Linked DNA regions of Columba livia: region 1 is linked to region 2. Evidence: chromatin contacts called from public Hi-C data. All regions are on one chromosome and are shown on one strand. Each heading gives the region's core, a stretch centred on a gene start, on an enhancer-like site or on the middle of the called end of the contact. The rest is flanking DNA. Distances are from core to core; before and after follow the strand shown.

Evidence for each region. Hi-C and Micro-C count contacts between places; a contact is called where the count stands out from the background.
Region 1: a contact with region 2 is called in a Hi-C map of liver, with 2.1 times the contacts expected there. The contact joins the enhancer-like site here to the promoter of PPARG in region 2. A contact is called at or near these places in 2 of 2 Hi-C or Micro-C datasets (crop and liver).

Annotation. Positions count from the first base shown.
Region 1 is chr10:1,363,794-1,369,253 of bColLiv1.pat.W.v2, reverse strand. No RefSeq gene overlaps it. Among named protein-coding and RNA genes, the nearest start is that of TSEN2, 19 kb to the left of the region's middle. Within about 2 kb of position 2,988, at least 1 of the 3 cell types and tissues checked has an H3K27ac peak away from gene starts, as active enhancers do.
Region 2 is chr10:1,326,030-1,331,473 of bColLiv1.pat.W.v2, reverse strand. It overlaps PPARG (peroxisome proliferator activated receptor gamma), which reads right to left and starts at 3,054. Exons shown (of 6, transcript NM_001282827.1): 1 at 2,835-3,054; 2 at 353-522. The coding sequence starts at 3,054.

The DNA of each region.
Region 1 (5,460 bases), core at 1,739-4,238, 38 kb before region 2:
ATTAATCCTGCTTGTTGTTCGCGTGTGATTTATGTGACAGCCTCATAATTGTGGGAATAAAGGAGTTGTTATAAAGAGATGTGTATTATTTGAAGGAGGAGGAATATATAGTAATTTCACTGTCTTAAATAAACAATGCATATTGGAAAGGTTCTCTTAAAACACAGTAGCATGCTGCCAAGAATTATCCTTCAGTTTTTTACAGCCCAAGGTTTATTCCAAGACTGTCCCTAGAGTTTTTTGGCTACTGAGATGAGGATTCAGGATTGAATTAAAGGCTGTAGCAAAAGTCAGAGTTTGCTAAATGACAGAAACTGGGGCTTCCAGGTCTTCTGACACTGGATGTGGCAGAAGCACCCGACCCCCTGCTCACCTCAGCTCCTGCCCAGAACTCCCTGCTCTCAGTGCTGGCCCCAAAGGAGCACAGAAAGGAAAGGACTGTTCTGCCACAGCTCTTTTTCCACTTTGGCACAGGCTGATATGATATATCCTGGGTATTATTTAATGCACAATATCTTCTGAAACTTAGTCATCTTTTAAAATAGTATTGGGTATTTTGAAATTTTCCTGTGTGAACACTTCAGCTTCATCCAGGATGATTCTGTATTAATACAGACTCTGTGTCGTATTTCAGAATAAGTTATAGCACAGAAAACAAATCAGCATACCAGAAGCATGCTGTGTTCATAAATGTTTATGCAAATGCTGACCCACACATTTTGTGTGACAGAAAGCAGTATGTCATCTGACATGGGTATATTTTTGCCCCCATCGCTTCCCCTTTTTCCATACTGCTGCCATGAGGTGATGCCACCGCTGAGTCACCCGTGTGGTGACATGACACAGTGTATTGTTAGTAAATAGGTTTGATTTACATCAGTACTTGTAAAAGACTCATTTGAATTTCTATGTACACTACTTGACACGGACCAGTTGCAAAAGATAATCTCCTCCTCTGGCTAGTCAGAATACAGCAATTTGTTTGCCTGTATTGTTTAGCAGAATAAGATAACTTGCATTCTCTTTATTGAAATTGCTGGGTGAAACGCAAAGAAATGTCATTTTGTTCCCTCAGCATCCTGCCATCTCCGTGCGTTGCCTCATAGTTCAGGCTGTATTCAAGTTACGAGTCTGGATGCAAAGCTACCCTTAACACAGTTCCACACAAAAGGTATGATTTGCTCAGACAATAAATTATTTAATTTCTTCTTCTGTGAAAGCTTAAAAATCTCTACAGAAATTGCCTGGCCAATATATAACTACCTCTAGTCAGCAGCAAGTCAGCTATGGTATTATCTGCAGCTTTTAGTATCCAAAATTTCAGGGTACAAATTCGGTGCTAGTGCAAATGTCTGTGGTTCCCATGAGACTCTGGTAAGCTGGTGAATGCAATACTGGCTGTGTTCATTTACAAAAAGATTTCAGAATTAGCACTGTGTTCAGTTACAAGAACTCCAGAATGTTAGAAAATATGCTAATGCTAGCAATGCTGGACCTTGCATCATGAAGCAGGCATTATTTTTGCTTTAAACAAATGTTATGTTCCTTGAAAAATATTTTATATTGTACATAAAGTTCTTTTTAACTTCTGTATACATCGGCAAAACTATTGATTAGTGCAAAGGTAATGAAATACAGACAGAAGCTATATGTATTGCACAGCACTTTACAGAAGACAAGTCGGTTTTACTCCCGTTCAAAAGGAAAAGGACCCAGTCAGTCAGTAAGCCCTGTTGTCAATCATCTCAGCAAAAACAAGGAAGAAAAGGTTACAAATGCTAAATTAATACGCACTCCTAGACATGGCATTCCAGGCTGGGATCTGTAGCCATGAGTGACTTCACAAACAGGTACTTACAATCTTGCTGTCAGAATTGTACCATTCTGTAGGTAAACAAACTTAATTCTCCAAACATTTGACTTGTATATACAAACAGAGGAGGGAATAAATGGGTAAAACAAAACCCTAGTAGGAGTTCACAAATCCAGGCAGAAGCAGCAGATGATACAGGCTGTTGATCCTGCCCATTACATGTCATGGAGTTACTAGTTGTGAAAATAAAAGAAAAATTCTTTCTATATAATATCCCAAGCTACTGGATGATTGTGAGGTAGAGTCAGGGTATTAAATGTCGTATATTAGCTGTCTTGAGTCTCTCTGTCAAAGACAGTCACAAGCAGCAAACCAGAGACCTCCCCATGTGTGCTGCGGTGGTACATGTGCTGGACTGGGCTGAAAATTCCATCCCCCCGTCATTTCAAAGTTTGTTTGTCTATTCTGGCTCAGAATGGGGGGCAAACCACCAATTCTTCAACATGATGGACCCTGCACCTTGGAGCACTGATTGCAGGAAAGGGTGCTGGCTCAGAGGCAGTAGGGACAGCTCAAGAAGTTTAAAACAAGTCATTATTTTGTCGAGAAACAGCAAATAGTTAATTAAGTAACTGATGCTGTTCTCTTCTCCACGAACAGAACAGTGACGTATAGCCATAAATTCAGTGGTACTCGCTTCTCAATGTCGGGAGAGGGTTTTCCTCTTTGGAGGCAGTCATAAAACAAAGTGAGACTTAATGATCAGCCACCAAAAATTCCCAGGCCACCAAGACAAGGAGGCAGGAAGAGAAGTCCAGGGAACAGAGCAGCTTAGCCCACTTAAGATGTTTAGATGTCATCTAGCTGCTTGCTGAAACAACATAGAGTGAAAATGAACAGTCAGAAGACAGGCAGCTGAAGAGAGGTGGTCAGAAACGTGAGTCACTTATTCAATCAGTATTTTTAAAGCCAGATTATCTGACTACTGCTTGGATTTCAGAAGGGTGCCAATAATTCTTCACACTGTGATTCTGCTCACAGATACCTTAACCCACTTTGGCACAAGGGATTTCCAGCTCTTTCTCCCTGATATCTGGCACGTTGCTCCTCCTGTCCATGAGCTCACGCTCTGCTGGCCCTTCCTCTGGTGCCAGAACAGCCTTTTTGCTCATTGTGAACAGCCATCACTGCGACAGTCCTCACTGACTGATGTGTGGGAAAGGAGGTGCGCAATTTACCTCTCTGCACACAGAAGGCATCAAGGGAATTCTCTTGTTTTGCTGTGTTTGAGAGCATTTTTCCCACTCTGACTGGACAGAATATGCAATGCAGCCTCTCTTTCTCAGAAAATGACTCACAATGACTTCTGTTATCATCTGAGGATGTTCAGGCAGAACAAATAGCATGTGACCTGAGGCCAATGACAGCTGGGAATTTGGATTAAAAATAAAAGAGGAATGAGAACATTTGTCACAAAATACTCCATCCTTCAAGGAGCACAACAGTTTCTAACAGGAAATAAAAGTAGCGTTTATTTTTATTAAAAGTGCTTCTGTTTCACCATTTTTTCTGGCCCTAGAAACACCCGCATTTTGATGGAGAGCAATTCTCCCTCATGAGTTTGGCTTAGGGAAGTAATTTGTGAAACAAAACAATACACGCTCTTTCTCAGACTGGGAAGAGAAAATGTTGTGCCTGTGAAAAGCTGCCTGCACCTTGCACTTCTGAACAAAGTGAAAAAAGCAGTTGGACTGAGATTCTTTACAGTAGATACGCATGGGGTTGATATCCTACTGCCAAACAGGGTCAGAACAAGGACAAAAGTTTACAGTTGTCATCTGCAACAAATATTTGGGGAGTGTCCAAACCATATTTTATAAAGGTATTATCTACTTTGAGTTAATTGTCAGCCAGTTAACCAGAGATGAAACACTCACGTGTGGATACAAGATCCAGGCAGCATTTTGCTCTGAGTGCTCACCTTGTTTTCTATAGAATTATTGATGAAGGAATGTCTGCGGCCATGTAGGTGACGGGAGTGGGCACACAGTGATCACCTAATGAAAACAACCAAGAGGTTGGAGGTTTTTTTGGTTTTTAATAATGCCCGTTTCTGCATTGTTTATTTCAGAACAGGCAGGGGACCATGACTGACCTTAGTAAACACAGTGCAGTCCAACCCACAGACAGAGGCCGGCGCTATCTGCCTCAGCGCGGTGATTGCTGCGCAGTTAATCAGTCACCGGCTCCCTGTTGGTGGCCAGCATTGCCAGGCCAGTGCCGAGGGGCTTGGTTTGATACTGCTCTGGTTACACATTTACCCAATTCTGTATTCCCCAACTGGAGTCATAATCAGACATCGGTACAGTCTGTAAGTCACAAAGTTCTCTTGCTGATAATTTCGTCATTTCTTTATCATCCGGCAGTGAAGCACTGCTATCAGTTTGTCAGAAATGGAAGCAGCGGTATTCTGCTTACAGATTGTCACTCCAGTATTTTGTCTATATGCCCAATCCTACAAAGCAAGCCAAGGAATTTCGCTAACTCAGCTGCAGCACTTAGGCTTTACAAAGCTCTGTAAACACAAGTTCCCAGAGAAGAAATCCAAGAGCACGTTGTGGCAGGGAAAAATATGTTTTAAATACATTTAGTGAGAATTACTTAAACAGCTCATCAATCAAGTGACAAACAAAAAGTAAGATCTTATTTATAATCCTTCTTTGCTTTGGGTGTAGTAAAAGGTTAGTATATGGCAGGAAATTAAAATAGTATTTTATTTTTCTACCTGCTTCTTTCTATTAGACCTTGGCCAACGGTGTGTAGCCTCAGTACATTCCGTAACCAACCTCAGGGCAATGTGGGAACAATAATGAAACATCATTATATTTTCTGGGAGCAACTGCAAAAGCTGATGGAAAGATTGGAGGCTCACTTCAGCTATAGGCTACTGCACACAGCTTTCAGCCAGCTGATAACAGGGAAAATAGCTATGCTGAGAAACAGATAAACACTGATTTCTTTGATTTGCTTCAGGGACAGATTTCCCAGAGCTAGTTGGAAGAATTATTTCTTATAGTCAAATTTTCTTTCTTCTCTGAAGAAGCAAGATGAAAGGGTTGGAGAAGGACCTGAATACCACAGCTTGGAACACAGAAACAGAAGAACAGTGCTAGAAGGGGCCAAGAGATCTTCTAACCCATCCTTCTGTTTCAAGGCAGGAGCTGAGAGTCCTGAACGAAGGGAAAAAATAGAGGTTGGTGGCAGAAGTCTGCAAGAGGGACGGCTGCCGAGGAGCACTGGTGTATGGTTTTCCTTTCTCTGAATTAGGTTTATTCGAAGTAAAATGTACAAAACTTTGGGTAACACGGTACAGTTGCAGAATAGCAGGTGTAGCCTGTGCTCCTGCAACAGCTCTTGCTTTTTATGAGCAAATTTGAGGATTGCACGTTCACACAGGTAATTAAACATACAGTTAGTCTATTTGTTGTCTCAAAGGCGGGGTTTTGCAGGCTTTGTTGGCAGCTCCAGATCTGAAAATGCTGTTACTGGTGAAATGGAAAAAACCCAACTCAGTAAAGGAAACACTTTGATGAAACACAATTAACTTGCAGCTCCTGTTATCCCAGGACATTGGTGAGAACATTCAA
Region 2 (5,444 bases), core at 1,805-4,304:
GATGGTCAATTTTTCTACCATTCCTTTGTCCTCTATGTGTTACAAACACTAAATATCATTGAACATTAAAAATACCCTGTGGAGTTTCACAGCAGAAACCCACATTCTTTAATGCCACCAGAATTTTCAGTAGTCACCAAGAAACGTGTAAACGGGGCAAAGAAACTCTAATCAATCAGAATAACAAAGCCTGAATTTTAAATAGCTCAGAGTATCGAGCTTTTGGAGTTGGGTGTTCACCACCTTTTGCGGCGTTGTATGAATTCAGATTCTACAAGGGACTTCCAAGACAGCAGGAATGAAATACAATTGCCTAATTGACAAAAGTAGAAGAAAAGCACCAAAAAGGCACCTTGCAGCCCTCGCAGGCGTGCACGCCGTAGTGGAACCCGGACGCCTTGTCCCCGCACACGCGGCACTCGATGGCCATCAGCGAGTTGGAAGGGTCCTCGTGAGCTTTGTTGTACAACTGAACCTTTTCTGCAAAATAGGGTGGGGAAGGAGGCTCCATTTTGATCGCACCTGCGGACAGAGAAGATTTAAACAAGAAACTCTAAGTCAAAATGTAGAAGAAGCAGCAAGGAATAATCGCACGCAGTTACAGTTAACAAAGATTCATAGGGCTGCTTTAAAATACAAACTGAGTAGTAAAGAAAGGACGTAAAGGGATGTCAGCTGGCAGCAGCTATTTCACCGGCAGGATATAGGCTGAAAAACCTTCAAGAGGCAGATTCTGATATTAAACATTTCTATACAGCGGCCTCACGCTTGAAAGGCCTTGCTTTTCTCAGTATCTAATCTGGCTGGGTTACCTTAAGATACTCAGAACTACTGCAGGGAGACTGACTGGAGTTTCTAATCGAGTCTAGAAGATATTTAAGTATCGAATAGACATATACATTGAATAATATATTGTTTGGTTATATATATATATACATATATATTAGATAATATAATATTCGTTATTTAAATAAATTTATCTCTTTTTTTTGGCCAACACTGTTCAGCTTTGGATGCAGTTCAGAGCTTCGTTTCTCTTCTGAAAGTTTCTAATTAAAAGAGCAATTTGGAATATTGAACAAGCTCAGCCAACCAAATATGATCTCTTTAAATCAAGCGGTGACATTTGACACTATAACATTACATCATATCACATCTGGGAGCAACGTAGCAGATGTCGTGTTACAATAAGGTGAATGTTTTTCTCTTCCAGACTGGCTGCACTATACAAACTAGAAAGTTTTCTTTCCTATATAAACTAGGAAGAAGAAGGAAAAGTGGAAATTCATCTAAGTAGAGACAAAGAGACTCTACTGCGCTCTCTAGGTTGCTATTAAATTGTTATGGACATTTCTAATTAAACAAAAGACAAATAAATTACTAGCTGGAAAACTGTCTTTGAATTCATTTCCTAAGTAACGCGGAGGTACGCAGCACTTGCTTTGCTGTGCAACCAAAATTAAACACGAGAATTCCCTGAAGGAATTCCTGTCCAGATTGCTACCACCAAGAGTGAAGTCAGATTGAAGCAGGCGAAGGGCATCTCTAAGAGTTCCTCACATTCCTACCTGGAGCAGGAACGCAGGAACAACTCATTTAGGAACAGGTCACCTCCTGTCTCAAGAGGAGAGTTCCGTGTAAGTTTTTTACCACGACTGACAAGAGGAGCGTTTTTCATAGTGTATAAATAATCCATGGTTATGCCTGCACTTGGAACACTGATAACAGAATCACAGAATCACAGAATCGACTGGGTTAGAAAAGACCTCAGAGATCATCGAGTCCAACCCTTGGTCCAACTCTAGTCCGTTTACTAGATCATGGCACTAAGTGCCATGTCCAATCTCAGTTTAAAAACCTCCAGGGCCGGTGAGTCCAGCACCTCCCTGGGCAGCCATTCCAATGCCTGACCACTCTCTCTGTAAAGAATTTCTTTCTAATCTCCAGCCTAAATTTCCCCTAGTAGAATTTAAGCCCATGGCCCCTTGTCCTGTTGCTGACTGCCTGGGAGAAGAGACCAATCCCCACCTGGCTATAACTTCCCTTCAGGTAGTTATAGAGAGTGATGAGGTCACCTCTAAGCCTCCTCTTCTCCAGACTAACCAAGCCCAGCTCCCTCAGCCTCTCCCCATAGGTCTTGTGTTCAAGTCCCTTCACCAGTCGTGTTGCTCTTCTCTGGACCCGCTCCAGCACTTCAATCTCTTTCCTGAGCTGAGGGGCCCAGAACTGAACACAATACTCCAGGTGTGGCCTCCCCAATGCAGAGCACAGGGGAAGGATCACTTCCCTTGTCCTGCTGACCACGCTGTTTTTGATACAGGACAGGATACCGTTGGCCTTCTTGGCTTTCTTGATTAAACTCATATCAGTGTCGTGACTCAGATGTAGCCACTATTTCTACTCCATCATTTTCTTAGGCTGTTTGGAATTTAAAAGCTACACAAATTAATAATGAACATGCTGTGAATGCTGGGGCATTTTTTAACAGCCAGGCTATTTATTCTGCACCGTGTTCACAGAGCTTCAAAGGACAATTCGCACACTGGATACACGAGTAGGAGACTGGAGGTTTCAGAAACAAATGGTTGGGGTTCACCAAGTGTTTAACGTCATTTTAGATACTTTCTATTATCTTGCCTGATCTCCAGCTGCTGCTCTGGGAGGGTGAAGGTTTGCTATATGTATTCTGCCTGCCCTGCAAGGATATCCTATGGTCACCTCTGGTGACACAGCATTTAGGCATCTGAATACTTCTGAATCCTCGTGCTGATGGTACACTTTCCAGAGAATGACACAAAGGGAACATGAAGGAAATATTTTAAATAAAAGCATACTTTGGCAATCCTGGAGCTTGATATCATATTTATAGTCAAAGCTTGTCTGGTCAGCTCTCGCAAGAGGAATATCTTCATAGTGCGGTGAAGAAATGCTTGAAAAATCAACAGTGGTAAATGGCTTGATGTCAAAGGAATGTGTATGATCATCCATCGCAGACAGATCCACCGGGCTAATTCCAAAATTAATGGGCCAAAACGGCATTTCTGTGTCCACCATTGTAATCCCTGAAAGAAATAATAATAAAAAAAAAGAAACAGGCATTTTAGAAGCAGCTTGTGACATCTGTGATGAGTTGGGGCCTGAGCTGAGGTGCTGTTGCCCTGTGTCCAACGGGTGGAGACACAACTCACAATCAGGTGCAGGTTTGGGGAACCTATCTGTTGTTTGGCTTGAGTTTGTCACCATATAATGGATAAGGCTGTAGAGTGACACTGCCTGGATAACACTGGGCACTTAGCCCAGCCCTGAGGCTCCTCTTGGGAAGGCTCCGATATCTGGCCCCCAAGAACAGCGGTTCAGTAACAGATATGGGAAAAGTGACCACCTAAATAATTATGAATGGCCAAATGAAACACACCTGCATTTTAATAGTATATTTTATGAAACATTTCTGTACTTTAGTAAGCATGCAAGTCATTAAAAAAGACCAATGATCCCAGAGTCTTAAACCCAAGGCACGAGGAAATGTAATTTATGACCTTCCAAATTCCATATGTATTTATGCAGCTGTTGAAAGTAGTAAACAAATAGAAAGCGTCAATCTGCAAAAATCTTCAGCAAATCCAGTGAATTCAGATTAAGATATAAAACCTTTTTCTGAGTCCTCTTCTGATAGCTGGCTGAACCAAAATCCTTGGTTTAGTATTTTTCAACTATTAAAAGGTCTGTAATTAACAGCAAGTGTAGAACACTCGCTGGTTTATAACTAGGGCCTGTCTCTCATTTTCCATGATTTTTAAAAAGAACATTCTAATCTAAAAATAGAACCGATGTCACAGAACTAAAATAACTTGGTCACTTTGGCTGTTTAATTTGGACTTTAGACCCAATCGAGTGAGTGGCCTTTAACCTCTACATAACAGGGACTTTGATTTGATCTGCTTCAAATCAAAACTACCATGTCCCGCTGCAACATGAATATCATGGACCAGAGCTGCTCTATAATTTTGTGCTCATCCCTTGTTCTGACTGTCCCCCCGAGCTGTGCTGGGGCGCTGAGGCCCTCATGGCTGGAAATGGTCACAGTTCTCTTGATCTTTCCCCAGGCAAGTCACCATCTTTCTTCTCCCACCTTTTAGGACTTGCAGCACAACACTTTAGTTCTTCTACTCTGAACATACTGACAACAAACGTCGTAAGATATCTTACTTAATTCTTAGATTTCAGATCAGAAATTCCCACTCTGGTGGAACAGAAGTGCTGCTGCTGTATCCCACTGTCATGGTTTTGTTAAAAAACAAGTTTCTCTTTTAGTGAATTTGCCTGTCAGCTAAAGCTTCATATTAGCTGCATTTTCCTGGAGAACCAGATACATGTTTTGGTGAACATAGCAATGGAATGGGAAGTTATTGATAAGCGTGGATGGACATCTCGCGAGAGGGGCAACGAGAAACAGGTGACCAAAAACTGACCAGCTGTGTATAACATCCCATCCACATGAATACTTCATATAAAAGTGGGAGATCACGAGGATCTCGTCCCTTTTTTCCCTTTTCCTTATGGCGACATTAGCAGAGGACCTTGCGAGTCGTCCCTGCGAACTGAGGCCAGTGACAGACTGAATCCAGCTCCGGTTGGCTGCAGAGTCCAGTCCAGGACTTCTGGTGCCAGCTCTGCAGTTGCTGAGACTTTCAAGATCGGTTTTGTATATTTTGTATTATTTTCTCTATTTTATCAGTAGCATTAGTAAAACATTTTTAATGTTTCCAGCTCTCTCCTCTCTGTCCTTCTTTCCCTCCCGATCGCCTGTCCTGAGTGGGAAAGGGGGAGAGGGGAGAGAGGAGGTTAACAATACATCTGCCAGGGTTTGATCGTCACCCCGCAATCTAAACCCTTGACACCCACGCTGCACACACACGTGCTTAAGCGCAGGCTTAAGTCACTCACTGAACAGAGATACTGAATCACCTGCCACTGGGCTCAATTTCTGTATTATACGCAGAAAAGATGTTAAAATCAAACATTTTTCCTACATCATGCATACAACTATAAAAAATATTCTCACAATCTTGAGGCATTATCGCTCTATATTTTCAATTTAAAAGGCTACAGTTTGCAAAGCGCCGTGAGCTGCACAGGACGTTAAGGCCAGCCTGTGTTTCAGCATGTGACAGCCAATGACCATCACGTTTTGGAGAAATGTCAAGATTACACTGAGGAAAATAACCAGGGCGTTGTGGGTGCACCTATCAGCTACTGTGGGTCACAAAGTAATTCCATTTTATGCTGCTCATATTTCTGCTCTAAGGTAATAAAATCTGGAATCAGCAGCCATTTACAATTCTTTGAACAAAAGCTATAAACTCGACCCCTTCCAGAGGTCGACACCCCACGACTGGCAATATCCGTTCTTCTCATCTTCAGGCAACTAACAAGGCTTTGCTAAA